Regions from separate parts of the Podarcis muralis genome. Here region 1 is linked to region 2. Evidence: chromatin contacts called from public Hi-C data. All regions are on one chromosome and are shown on one strand. Each heading gives the region's core, a stretch centred on a gene start, on an enhancer-like site or on the middle of the called end of the contact. The rest is flanking DNA. Distances are from core to core; before and after follow the strand shown.

What was found. Hi-C and Micro-C count contacts between places; a contact is called where the count stands out from the background.
Region 1: a Hi-C map of blood shows a contact between it and region 2, with 4 times the contacts expected there. The contact joins the promoter of SRPRB here to the promoter of D2HGDH in region 2. A contact is called at or near these places in 2 of 3 Hi-C or Micro-C datasets (blood and tail).

The regions. Positions count from the first base shown.
Region 1 is chr6:36,167,498-36,174,212 of rPodMur119.hap1.1, forward strand. SRPRB (SRP receptor subunit beta) reads left to right here and starts at 3,194. Exons shown (of 8, transcript XR_003706878.2): 1 at 3,194-3,407; 2 at 5,052-5,146; 3 at 6,032-6,109; 4 at 6,652-6,715. It overlaps TF (transferrin), which reads left to right. Exons shown (of 17, transcript XM_028730915.2): 17 at 349-591. The coding sequence ends at 389.
Region 2 is chr6:35,876,437-35,882,735 of rPodMur119.hap1.1, forward strand. It overlaps D2HGDH (D-2-hydroxyglutarate dehydrogenase), which reads left to right and starts at 3,247. Exons shown (of 10, transcript XM_028730949.2): 1 at 3,247-3,347; 2 at 4,584-4,996; 3 at 5,423-5,480. The coding sequence starts at 4,591. It overlaps ING5 (inhibitor of growth family member 5), which reads left to right. Exons shown (of 8, transcript XM_028730959.2): 8 at 1-1,300.

The sequences.
Region 1 (6,715 bases), core at 1,944-4,443, 290 kb after region 2:
GCTACATTGACGTCTGTCAAGCCACAAAATGGTAATGTCGGTTTTTCAGTCCTATAGAATCCTATAGAATCATCCTATTCCCAATATTCTGGATAGGAAAACTGAATGAAATATGTTATTAGCTAGCTACACTGTTCATGCTCCCTTTCCTTCATTAGTCTGCACAAAACAGACCTTTGAGAGAGTCCATACCCATATTCAAAGCTCCTAAGTCTTAGACAAATTTCCATGAGAGTAAAATGGTTTCTAGGGCATTACGAAACATTGCCAGAGTTTGTCTGTTTTGGTGTGCTGATCTTAAACTTTCCTTTTTATTTCTCTTCTCTTCTTTCTGTTTTTATGTTACAGAACTCCTTAAGGTCTGCAACTTCCACCATCATGATGTCTAATGTGATGAAAAGCAGCTCCTTGTAATGAATGAGTAGCATTAGAAGCACCATTCTTTCTTGCCTTAACTTGGGGATCTGTCCAACTGTTTCTTTTCTCCTTAACATCACAACAAAGTGTGTTCAAGCTTCTCTTTGTATGGCTTTTTAACTCCTTGGTGTCACTAGTGCAAATAAATAAATAAAAGTAACTCTCACAAGCTAATTCATCCTGTTGGCTATGATTACTGATTCCTTTAGGGCAGGGGTAGGGAACTTACAGCCTGACAGTCACAACGTCCATTATTCAGATCTACCAGCTACGGTGGCTGCGGCTGAAGCATATTGGAGGGCCACACATTCTCCGCCCCTAAGAACATAAGAAGACCCGCTGTAATAAATAGAATATTCCTCTTATATTCCATCAGGGAATTGCTGTTGTTGATTCGCTTTTAATTGGTTTGGGAGTTGCTCCAGTTTGGTTTTGACTCAGGCCAATAAAGATTCAGCACTACACCAGCATACAGGAATAGGTTCGTTTCTAGTTTGCATGGAACAGTTTATAGATGGTTTATATTACAACGCTGATTTGCAAAGTTGGAAGAAGCAAAGCAAAGAGTTCCTATTTGTCTTGTCTCTCAGAGTTACCTACCTCAACCCTGGGCCTGTTAATTCCTGCAAGAAAACAGTTCATGTACTCGAGCAGTGCTTTGGGAGATGGGCTCCACAAAGCCAAGAGGATGCTGCTTGTGTGTGGAGTTTGTGCATCCAAAATAGAGCCCATACAGTACAGCTACCCCACTTGTTTACAAATCACCTGCTACCAAGCAATACACCTATACAGGTTACCAAGCCAAGGCAGATCATCCTTACACAAGCTCCAACTGTGTCACAAGGACTAAGCAAGATCTTAGTGTTGCGGGGGGGGGGGGGGAGGCTTGTAGGAATATAGGAAGCTGCCTTATCCCAGTATGACCATTTAATCTGGCTCAGTATTGTCTGGTCTGACTGGAAGTGGCTCTCCAGGGTTTCAGCCCTCACCTCTTAGGGCTCATCCATACTTCTGCCTGTGCCATGCCTAGAAAGCTGTTCTCTACGTGACCCACACTTTCTGGGTATGGTTCCGAGCAGTTTTCTCCTTGCCCTGCTCCTTTCCGAGGGAAAACCTGCACTTTAGCAACAGACCAGAACAAATGTCAATGGGAAATTTCTGTATTGCTGTTTGCTCTAATTGAGCGCTAAAGAACAGTTTCCCCCAGGGGAAAGCAGCAGGAGAAGAGGAAGTGTGCCTGGATAATATGCCTAACGTTTCTGTTGCTCTAAGGATCCTTCTGACACTTCCAGTGGCAAGTGGTGAACATATTTTCTCAAAGTTCAAACTTACAAAAACTTATATATGCTCAACAATGTCGCAAAAAGGGACGAGTTGGCTTGGCAACTATATCAACTGAACATGCCCAAGCATTAGCAGTTGACCTGAAGGAACTGGTGATAAAATTTGCAAAGGAAAAGGCATGCAAAGTGAGATTTTGATGTGGCTGAAATTGAAACTTTAAAGAGTCTTAAATTGCAACATCACTATTCACAAGATTATTCAAACTGATCTGTGTGCTAAAACATTTGAGAAAGATATACGTATTACTTATTATTGCAATTTAAGAAAAAATTAGCAGTTTTGAGTTCTGCGCTTTTCATTTTTTTCCTACAAGATATCTGTTTTTGAAAACAGAAGTTAGCAATCACTGTTGGTGTTGGTGAGGATTTGCAAGTAGTTAGCCTTGCCCAAGGCACAAAATAGCCTGGAACCAGCACTGCTCTGAGGAAATATGTCCTGCGTTTACTGAGATATTGAAGTCCAGCAGTTTTACGCTGGAAATTTCACGTTCTTTTGGTTTTCAGTTGAATAACGTTCACTTTCGGGTCAACAGCAAGGCGCCCTCCCCAAATACTAACCCTCTCTTGCCAATTTCATTCCCTTTTTGCCATGGGTGTAGGAAGGACTTTTTGGGGTAAAGGCAGGCTTTTGGTTTGGGGGGGTCAGAACCTCATATTTGTATTGATTTACGGGGGGAGGCAACTGCAACCCCTTCACCCCCACTTGGCTACGTCCATGCTTTTTGCTGGCTTTACATCTGCCCACTAGGGATATGTGGGTCCTGTTGTCTAGCCCCCTATAGCTCATGCTTACAATAACGCCGATGGCACTTAACCAGGGCCGGATTTAGGTTTGATAAGGCCCTAAGCTACTGAAGGTAATGGGGCCCTTTCTATGTCCAGCTGTCCTTTGTCTCTGTTTTTTGTGTTGAATATATGCGATGTGGTAATTTATGGACCTAATAGGTATCTAAAGTCATTTGCACGTGTTGCCATGCAACCAGTCCAGGCAGAATGTAGGCACCCTATATACAGAAATTAGCAAACCAGTGATATTTTAGGGCGCAGACTAGCAGGTGGGGCCCATTACATCACAGGAGCCTTCACAACACAAAACATTGTTGCTGTATGTAGGTCTTATTATATTTTTTATCTTATATTTTGGAAATGTACATCTAGTCCCCCCCTTTTAATTTTTTTTGGGGCCCCTAAGAGAGTGGGGCCCTAAGCTATAGATTGTTTAGCTTATACGTATATCCGGCACTGCGGCTTAACGTGCAACGGTATCATTTTGTAGGTCTAACGACCCGCCGCCTCCAACGCTCCCCTCTTCCCTTCGCCTGTAGAACGAGCCGTGTTAGTGTGCTCGCGCGCGCGGGGGGGGGGGAACAAACTACAACTCCCATGAAGCACCTGGGCCACGGAAGCGCGCGTCCCAGCAGTCGCTGCGCGCGGTGGCCGGAAGGAGACGAGTCCCGGGAACGACACGTCGCGCGTAGCTCCGTGGGAGGCGAAAGCAGTTCGAGATGGACGCGGTGGAGGTGACAGCCGCGCGCGAAGGGTCGCCTTCTCCTCAGGATGCTCCGCTGCCGCCCCAGGACTTGGCGAGGGCCCAACTGCTCGTCTCGGTGGCCGTGGCCCTGCTCGTGCTCCTCGCCTCGTGTCTCCGTGAGTGCCGGCCTCCTTTCGGTGGTAGGGAAGGCGAGCGCCACTGCCTGCGGGGGGAAGAGCTGCCTGGTTGCGGAGCTCACACCACCGCCCCGCCAGCCTCCCAGTCAGGCTCTGTGCCTTTAAGAGGCACGTGGCAGGCAGAAGTTAGTCAGGTGTAGCTTTCCGCATCGCTGCAGCTTCACGCTGGGAAAAGGCGCCTGCTGAGGAGCTGCCTCTCCTGCAGTTCTTATTAAAGACACCGAGCTTCTTAGGGATCCGAGATGGTCTTCTTTCGTAGGAATTGCGCCAGCTCCGTAAGAAGACTCTTAACACAGAATGCAGTGGTTCTTATTTCCAAAGAACTGCAGTTCATTTGCATGTTATAGAACCGAAATTTAAAAGTCTGGACTGGAGATGTAACATTTAGTGTCACAGTTATTATTAGCTGGTATTTCTGCCGTGTTTTAGTGTGTTCTAAAGGCTCTACGGGCATTGCGTTCCTGTAGGCCTTACTTACAACAATCCCGTCAAGGGGGTTATTATTATTATTATTATCTTCATGTTGCTAAAGTGGGGCTGAAGATGTGTGAGACAGGTGGGCTGTGACTTGCATGAGTCCCCAGGGAGGGTTCATAGCAGAGGCAAGTTTCAAACGGGGTTGTTAGCATGCCCTTTCTTGCCATGCCAGATAGAGGAGGAGGAGTTGGGCAGGGGTGTGTGTGTGGCTTTTATAAAATTTTGTATTTTTTCTCAGGGCTTATACTGGTTGGAAGTTTAATACCAATGTTTACAATAAGTAAGTTAGTTAAGCAGGACAATTCAAACCCCAGCTGGGCACCAGCCTGGAGCAGGGACAGCAATCAGGCCTGATGTCAATGAGTGACAGCTGTGGGGCCAGTAGGGGGTCTAGTAGATCTCAAGCTGCCTTATGGTAGGATGACTGAATTCTGTGGCAGCAGAGTGGCCCTGGTATCACCTCCACCAGTAAGGCTGGGTAGAGAAATGGGTAGAGGCCAGTAAGGCTGGGTAGAGAAATACCTCTGCAAAATCCAAGGCACCTCAAGCCTGGTGCAATGGGGGTTGGGGGGTTGGATTGTAGTTGTAATCCCTCTCCCCTTCAGCTCCCCTTCAGCTGGTCCCAACCAGGGCACATGTGCTGTGATCATCTTTAATGTGCTATTCCTGAAATCACATCCTTTATAAATCAGACGATAATGAATTTGCCCATGTTTTCTGTCATGACAAATCAGGTGCATCTTTGCTATATTGTATACTACTAAGGTTGTAGTGTAAACACAGTTACCAGACAGTAGGCCCCATTGAACATAGTGGGGCTTACTTTTGAGTAAACTATAGAAGTTGGGCTGCTACAAAGAAAGATGGTAGAAATAGATAAAAGCAAACTTTACTATGAAGTGTAATGTTATTTGTGTGGATGTGTTTGGCTGTTCTGAGAAATGAATTTCCTGTATTGGATATAGGAGAAATGTATACATTATTATGACCCCAAAATGTTTGCAAGCTTTTTGTACAAAACCTAAAGCAGCATTAAGACTTAATTAGAGGAGGCATGTATTAAATAGCTTGTTTTAATGGTAGAAAATTGAGTTGCCTTAGGTATAAGCCTAAATACACTCCTCTAAGTTTTATCCTTCTTTCTAGTGATTTGGATATTTGTGCGGACCAGAAAGAGCAGTCGGAGAGCAGTACTTCTGGTGGGTCTGTGTGACTCAGGGAAAACTCTTCTGTTTGTTAGGGTATGTGAATTCATGTTTCAGTTTCTTTTGGACAGTTTTCTCAGACCTATACATTGTTGTCATGTTCCTGTTCTTTTTAATAAAGGAGAACTCCTTAGGTTGTTCCCTCTTGTTTTCAAAGCTGTCTGAGATGTAAGGTATGAAAAAATTAAATGTTTTCTGATTAAGTTTTTTGGCACTTCATTTTGTAAGGTAAAGTAGAAGCATGGAGTACTAACTTACACTGTTAAATTAGTTGTTAATGTAGCTCAGTAAGGTAAAGGGACCCCTGACCATTAGGTCCAGTCGTGGACGACTCTGGGTTGCAGCGCTCATCTCGCTTTACTGGCTGAGGGAGCCGGCATTTGTCCGCAGACAGCTTCCGGGTCATGTGGCCAGCATGACTAAGCCGCTTCTGGCGAACCAGAGCAGCGCACGGAAACGCCGTTTACCTTCCCGCCACAGTGGTACCTATTTATCTACTTGCACTTTGATGTGCTTTCGAACTGCTAGGTTGGCAGGAACAGGGACCGAGCAACGGGAGCTCACCCCATCACAGGGATTCGAACTGCCAACCTTCTAATCGGTAAGCCCTAGGCTCAGTGGTTTAGACCACAGCGCCACCCGCGTCCCATAGCTCAGTAGTAGGCAGCATATATGAGATGCAGATATATTTGTAAAAAAATGTTTTGTCAAAGGTATCAGGGTATTTGTCAGGGTATCTACTGATATATTCTGTTTCAGATTAGTTTTGTTGGATTAAATGGTTAGATTAAGATTCAAGGGACTATTTTTTAAAAAAATTAAAATGGCTCTCTCCAACTTTCTGCTGTGGTTTAGACTATAGTCAAATCATTTTAATTAGTCTGTGAATATTTCACTTTCTCTTTCTTTTATTTTTCTTAGCTATTAACAGGCAATTTCCGTAATACACAGACTTCCATAACTGATAGCTCTGCCTTGTACAGAGTAAATAATGACAAGGTAAGAAGATGTAATGTTTTGTGTTCTGTCATGTTCCTAGAAATTGCATATAAAGTCATCAGGGCACATTCTTAAGAGGATATGATGCAGCAACCTTTCTAAAGCTGAGTGGGTCTGTGCCTTGGTGGAAACGCTATGTATGTTGCCTTTAATTCAGTGATAGAAGGGAAGCAGATGTAAAACTAATTTCTGTCTTTCAATACTGGCAATTTGTGTCTAAAGCAGAAGAAGCCAGTATGGTGCCATCCATATGTTGTTAGACTGCAACTCTGGCCATACTTGCTGGGCTTAGTGTGAGTCGTAATCCAACAACATCTTGAATACAAAATTAAATAAATCGGTTTATAGCATTTATGTGAAAGACTATAAATATTTATATGAAAATGGTGCATTAAATATTTGGAACAAATAGAGATTGATAATGATTTAAACACAAGTAAGAGCATATGCAGAATACAGTAGACTGATTGTTACCCTCAGGCTAAAAGAATCATGTCTCCCTCATTAAATGTTCATCAAAATATTTACTGCTTCTCCTACAGAGAACAAATGTGACATTGATTGACCTTCCAGGCCACGAGAGCTTGCGTCTTCAGTTCTTGGATA
Region 2 (6,299 bases), core at 1,997-4,496:
CCAACTTCTGGAGGGCACTAGGCTGGGGATGGTTGTCCTATGAGACAGCATTTTCATATAAAGTTTGGGGTGCACTAAATTAGCTTTTCCCAACATGAAGCCCTTGAGATGTTTTTGACTATAATTCCCTTTAGTCTTTGCCAGCATGGCTGTCCAAAACATCTGGAATGCTCCAAGTTGGGGAAACTGTTTCTCTTTTAATGCAAAGCAATCTTCCACAAGATGTGATCCACCAAGCTGTATGTGGCTCCAGCAGTGTTGTTATGGTTATCGAGATGCTTGACAGTTCCTTGGCTTTTGCAGTCGTGACTACAAAATAGGAAATGAACCTGATGGCAACAACACATAGTGGATTGTAGATGGATTTTTGGGGGGGTCACAGCTTTTGCATTGTGCATTTAGATTTTAGTAGGAAGTCTTATAAGACCTCATGAATCAGTAGTTCAGTTATCAATAATGGACATGTGTTTTAACTTCCCATAAAGTCATGTTAGCTTCTACTATAATAGCAATGACTTTCATGATCTATTTCCCCTTTTTTCCACTTACGTTGTATCTTAGATAATGGAAAATTAGTGCTATAGGTTGGCATACATCTTGAAAGTCCTTAAAATGTGTTTGGGGGTAGGAAGTTAGTGCTGCCATGTAGGTATTGAAGCAACCTGAACCTGTTACTTTACCATAAACTAGAACCAAGATCATGTTTCCGTCCCAAGGAATTGGATGTTTTGTTTCTTTTGAGGCAGTACTCCAGACAGGAGTGAAGATGTGGCGGCGGCGGCGGCAATATTTCACAGCACGGTTTCTGGTGCTGTATAGTGTTGAACTGTACACTACAGATGTCATATGTTGCTGTCTTGACTATAAACTGATTGTCAACCAGATCATGTTGTTTCAAGTTTTTTATATCCATGCTGATAATGAACATTGGGCATTCTGGTCTGTGAAGAATGTATTCTCCTGAATTTTGAATGTATCCTGTTTAATAATAATTACCTTTGTCAGGATTTAGAGCACAGGAAAAAACTGAAGATAATCTTCCCCTCCTTTTTTTTTTTTAAAAAAAGAAATCTACATATTTTGTGGTTGTCGCCTTTTTTCATAGTTTATCTCCCAAGTAATCAAACGACACAGCCTATACTTTCTTGTCAAAGGAATTAGATTTATGTTTTCTTTGTAAATGAAAGAGAATATTAGAAATCTTTTTATTAAAATGTGAAAATGTTTATCTGTATTTTTGATCATGTTATAGATATAATAGGTATATTGTTACAAATAAAGTATTTTTGAGAACAAACAACTGTATGTTTTGTTTGCTTCTGAGGTATAGTGTGCAAATGGCAAGTTCATGCTACCAACAAAATGTATGTACGGTACGTATAAAGGGTAAAGGGACCCCTGACCATTAGGTCCAGTCGTGGCCGACTCTGGGGTTCCGGCGCTAATCTCGCTTTATTGGCCGAGGGAGCCGGTGTACAGCTTCCGGGTCATGTGGCCAGCATGACTAAGCCGCTTCTGGAGAACCAGAGCAGCACACGGAAACGCCGTTTACCTTCCCACCGGAGAGGTACCTATTTATCTACTTGCACTTTGACGTGCTTTTGAACTGGTAGGTTGGCAGGAGCAGGGACCGAGCAACGGGAGCTCACCCCGTCACGGGGATTCAAACCGCCGACCTTCTGATCGGCAAGTCCTAGGCTCTGTGGTTTAACCCACAGCGCCACCCGCATCCCTATGTACATATACTTCTAGCATTTAATTGGGTCTTGTGGAAAACGCTGGTTACTTGCATGTATAAAGGTGGACAAGAAAATCTTGGATCCTGTGAATTGTCAAACCTAGCTAAATGCACTAAGGTGACATGTAGAAATTTGAGAGAACACTGAAGTGTCATTTGGTTGATCTATTCTGAAACCAGAAAAAGTACTACGTTGGAAATAAATTCCAAAACCCACTCTTGGACAATACCTTTATCAAGAATAATCAATGTTACAAAATCATTAACAGAACTCTAATGAGGGTGGATGTTAAGCAAAAGGGAAGGGAAAGAAACTTGATGAAACAACAAAAAAGCATCCTTTGCTTTGATCTTAAGTTTATTAATTACAGCAACCATGAGTACCAAACTGCAAAACCTAGCACGCTATCACTGTTCATCCTAGAGTGATATACAAATCTGGATCTTTATCGGTGAAAAAGTGCTGGATGCGATTCTCAGATCTAGATTGCAGCACCTGGTACAAAGTTTCTACACTAGTTTGGAAACGGTGCTGATAACAACCTAAATCTCTTCCCTGTTCCTCTGCAGACAAATGGCTTCCCTCGGCCAGTAAAGTGAGATGAGTTCCGCAACCCCCGAGTCGTTTGCGACTGGACTTAACAGTCAGGGGTCCTTTACCTTTACCTTTAGGCTTGGCTGTCTACGTGCATGGCCTATTGGTACTTAATAGGCATAAGAGAACCAACAAATTAGATGGCAAAGGCAAATGCAAAAAGGAACTCTTACAGCTCTGCATGGGAAAGACAAGTTGCTCTTTGGGTACAGTTCAATATGTGAGGGTGTGGACTACAGTTTAATTCAGTGGCTGCTGCTTTCTATATTTTTGAAAAGCTACATTTCAGCTGTGCATGTCTAAACACGCAGACAAGAAATGCATTTATTAGCACAGATCAAGGACCCATTCCAGCCAGGCAGAAGCACTCGAGGAGGGTGTGGGTGAGAGAGATGTCTTGACAGAGGGGGCAGAGCCTGGGAAGCGTTTGGAGGGCCAGAAAGAGATGTCTGGTGGGCCATATTCAGCACTTGGGCCCAAGGCTCCCTAGGCCTGGTGCAAGCGCTCAGCGCTGGTCCTGACAATGGTAGCCTGGTGGGAGGAAATGTGCATATCCGGTTCGAGGCAAGTATTTTCAATCAGTAATGTGGATAATATGAAAAGGGTAATAATAGGGCTTATTACCATCAGGCAGCATATAAAACTTGTGAAATAAAGATAAATCCTTTCTGCATCTCTTTTTGCCTCAGCTTACAATAAAAAAAAGACCCCACACAAAACGGCAAATTAAAATGCATCCAAAGTATTATTAACTAAAAAGGGCTCAGAAATGGAGCTAATATGACAAGATATGCGAAAAGGCAGGCAGACAGACTTGACGCGCCCGCGCGTGCGCACAAACGCCGAGCGCAAGCCTTCCCTCCGCCCCGCTCCTCGCCTGCCTTCTGGCTCCGCCCACAGGGCGCCCCTCTTCTCTGTTTGGTCCGGAAAAGAGCACGAGGGGGAGGAGCGAGCGGAGCTGTGAGCGGAGCTGTCTACCGAGAAGTGCGCGAGATCCCGTGGGCCCCGTTCAAGGTGAGCGCAGAAAGGGCGACTGCAAGGACGGTGGTTTCTGGGCTTGGCAACGTCTTTGGCTGCAGCCGGTTTCTAGAGAGCTGCCTGCTCTCCGGAGCCTAGCGGTGCCTGGGTCTGCACTTCCCTCCCGGTCCTAAACACCAGAATCAGCTCCAGGCAAAGGGGCGATTCTAGCTCTGACACCGCGTCTTGCTCTGACACCCATCGCGTTCACTTTATGTTTGCACCCAAACAGTGAATTTGAGGGACATGAGGCTTCCTTCTCTTACCGCAAGATAATTCGCGGCCAATAATAACATGCCTAATGGAACTTCACAAAGGAAACAGCCATGTTAATCCATTACAGCAAATTAAACAACCACACACAGACACACAGGTTTATAATACATGCCAGCTAAGTGCATGGCAGTTAAAGAGTGCAGGAGAGGATACCTCTTTTTCCCAGAACGCTTACGATCTTGAAAGTTCAATATAGGAGATCGACAGAAGGAGGAGAGGGAAGTGGAAGCAGGGAAGCAACAGCAGTTGTTTCAGTTGCATTTGCTTCAGTTACCGGCTGAATTTGAGTAGGGCAGGCAGGGCCGGATTTAGGTTTGATGAGCCCTAAGCTACTGAAGGTAACATATACTGAAGGTAACATATACTGAAGGTATATATCCAGCTGTCCTTTGTCAACAACAAATTGTCACTGTTTTTTGTGTTGAATATATGCTATATGGTAATTTATGGACCTAATAGGTATCTAAAGCCATTTGCACATAACAAATAGGAGCCTACACAACACAAAACACTGTTGCTGTAGGTAGGTTTTATTTTATTTGTTTTTTATTTTATATTTTGGAAATGTACATCCAGGGGTTTTTTTCTTTAATTTTTTTGGGGGGCCCCAAGAGAGTGGGGCCCTAAGCTATAGCTTGTTTACCTTATACATAAACCCAGCAGGTAAGGGCAGCCTCTGGCACTCCAGATATTGCTCCCCGCATCTATGACCATTGGTCATGCTTGATGCTGGGGCTGATAAAGGTTGTATAGAAACAAGAGGGTTATGCTTTCCTTCTGTGTTGTTTCTTAAGTGCTGTGTCCTGCAGCTATCCTACCCATGAACGTGATCTTTCACTTCCTGAAGGAGTTCTCTTTTCCCATAAAATGAGATAGCTGAAAATAAAATAAATCGAGTCTAGTGCCTTTCAGAGGAAGTTGATCAAACTGGGTGTTTATTTTGCTTTTGCAATTCAGGTTCTTCATGGCTGTTGTTTGCAGCCTTGTCCGGCATTTCCCGTTCAGACACCGCTGGTCCTTACCAAGGTTGCAGATCAGATGCCAGAGAAAAGCCTTGAATGTGTGGACATGTGGGTCCTCCCGGTCCAAACTTAAGAAAGAAGGAACAGGGCCATTGAAGAGAGAAGTGCTCATCACGCCTTCCATCCGATGGACCATCAGTCACTTGCCCAAGAGATGTCTGCATGCTACCCAGCTTCACCTCCAGGAAGTGATGCTCACCAGTGAGCGATATGGGGTGCAGAGGCTTCCTTTTGCCCATGTTTCCAGTACTGATGTGTCTTTCTTTGAAAACCTTATGCCTGGCAGAGTCATCACAGATTTAGATGAACTGAAACTCTTCAACGTGGACTGGCTGAAGTCTGTAAGAGGTACGTTATTTTGGCAAACTGCTTTAAGTATTTTCTACACCAGCCCAATTGGGTTGGACTACAAATTTCATGGCTCTGCTATCTGGGGCTGATGGGAGTTGTAGCCAAAACACCTGGTGAGCATCAGGTTGGGGAAAGCTGGGCTGTACTTACTGGAAGCCGTTCTCCAGAGTTTGAGGCAGGAGTGTTTCTCAGCATCACCTGGGGACTGAACCCTGGACCACATGCTCTGCCACCGAGCTCCAGCCCTTCCCCTTAAGGCTATAAATCTGCAATGTACGTTTACTACATGCACATGAAGTTTTAGCCATATTAACCAGTACAGGTGTTTTTTTATTTGGGTGGTGGTGGTAGGGGAAAGCGTATTGTGGGCGAGCTTATATTCAAGTTTCAAATGAATGTTCTCACATCTTGTTTACATTACAGGCTGCAGTAAAATACTGTTGAAGCCACGGACAACAGCAGAAGTATCTGAGATTCTCAGGTAACATAAAAATTGTGTTTCCGTGAACTCAATAAACAGCGTTAGAGATGTCTGTATTTAGCAGACTGCCTTACTTCTGTCTTGCTCGCCCATGTTTTAAGATATGTACAGTGGTACCTCTGGTTGCGAACGGGATCCATTCCAGAGGCCCATTTGCAACATGAATAGAACGTAACCCGCAGCGGCGCGTCTGCACATGCACAGGTTGCAATTTGCCGCTTCTGCACATGCGCGTCACATCATTTTGCGCGTATGCGCGAGCAGCGAAACCCGGAAGTAACCCTTTCCGGTACTTCCGGGTTGCCGCGGGACACAACCTGAAAAAATGTATCAGGAAGCAAACGTAACATGAGGTATAACTGTATATTATCTTGTTTTTCATCACTATGAGTCATATTCAGGAATCATATGATGGTATCTCAGAGTCCTTTCTTATGTGTCTCTCTCTGTATCCACTCTGATAGGCAGAGGTACATGAACACACAGTACAAGCGTTAGGTCAGTACTCTTTAAAGAGAAGTCTGTACAGTGGTACCTCGGGATGCGAACGGGATCCATTCCGGAACCCCTTTCGCATCCCGAACAGAACGCAAGACGTGACGGTGGGTCTGTGCGTGCGCGGGTCGGGTTTTGCAGCTTCCGCGCATGCGCACGACGTCATTTTGAGTGTCTGTGCATGCGCGAGCGGCGAAACCCGGAAGTAACACGCTCCGTTACTTCCGGGTTGCCGCGGAGCGCAACTTGAATGCGCTCAACCCGAAGCACATTTAACTCGAGGTATGACTGTACTCACCTTCTTTCCTTCCTTTTCTCTCTGTG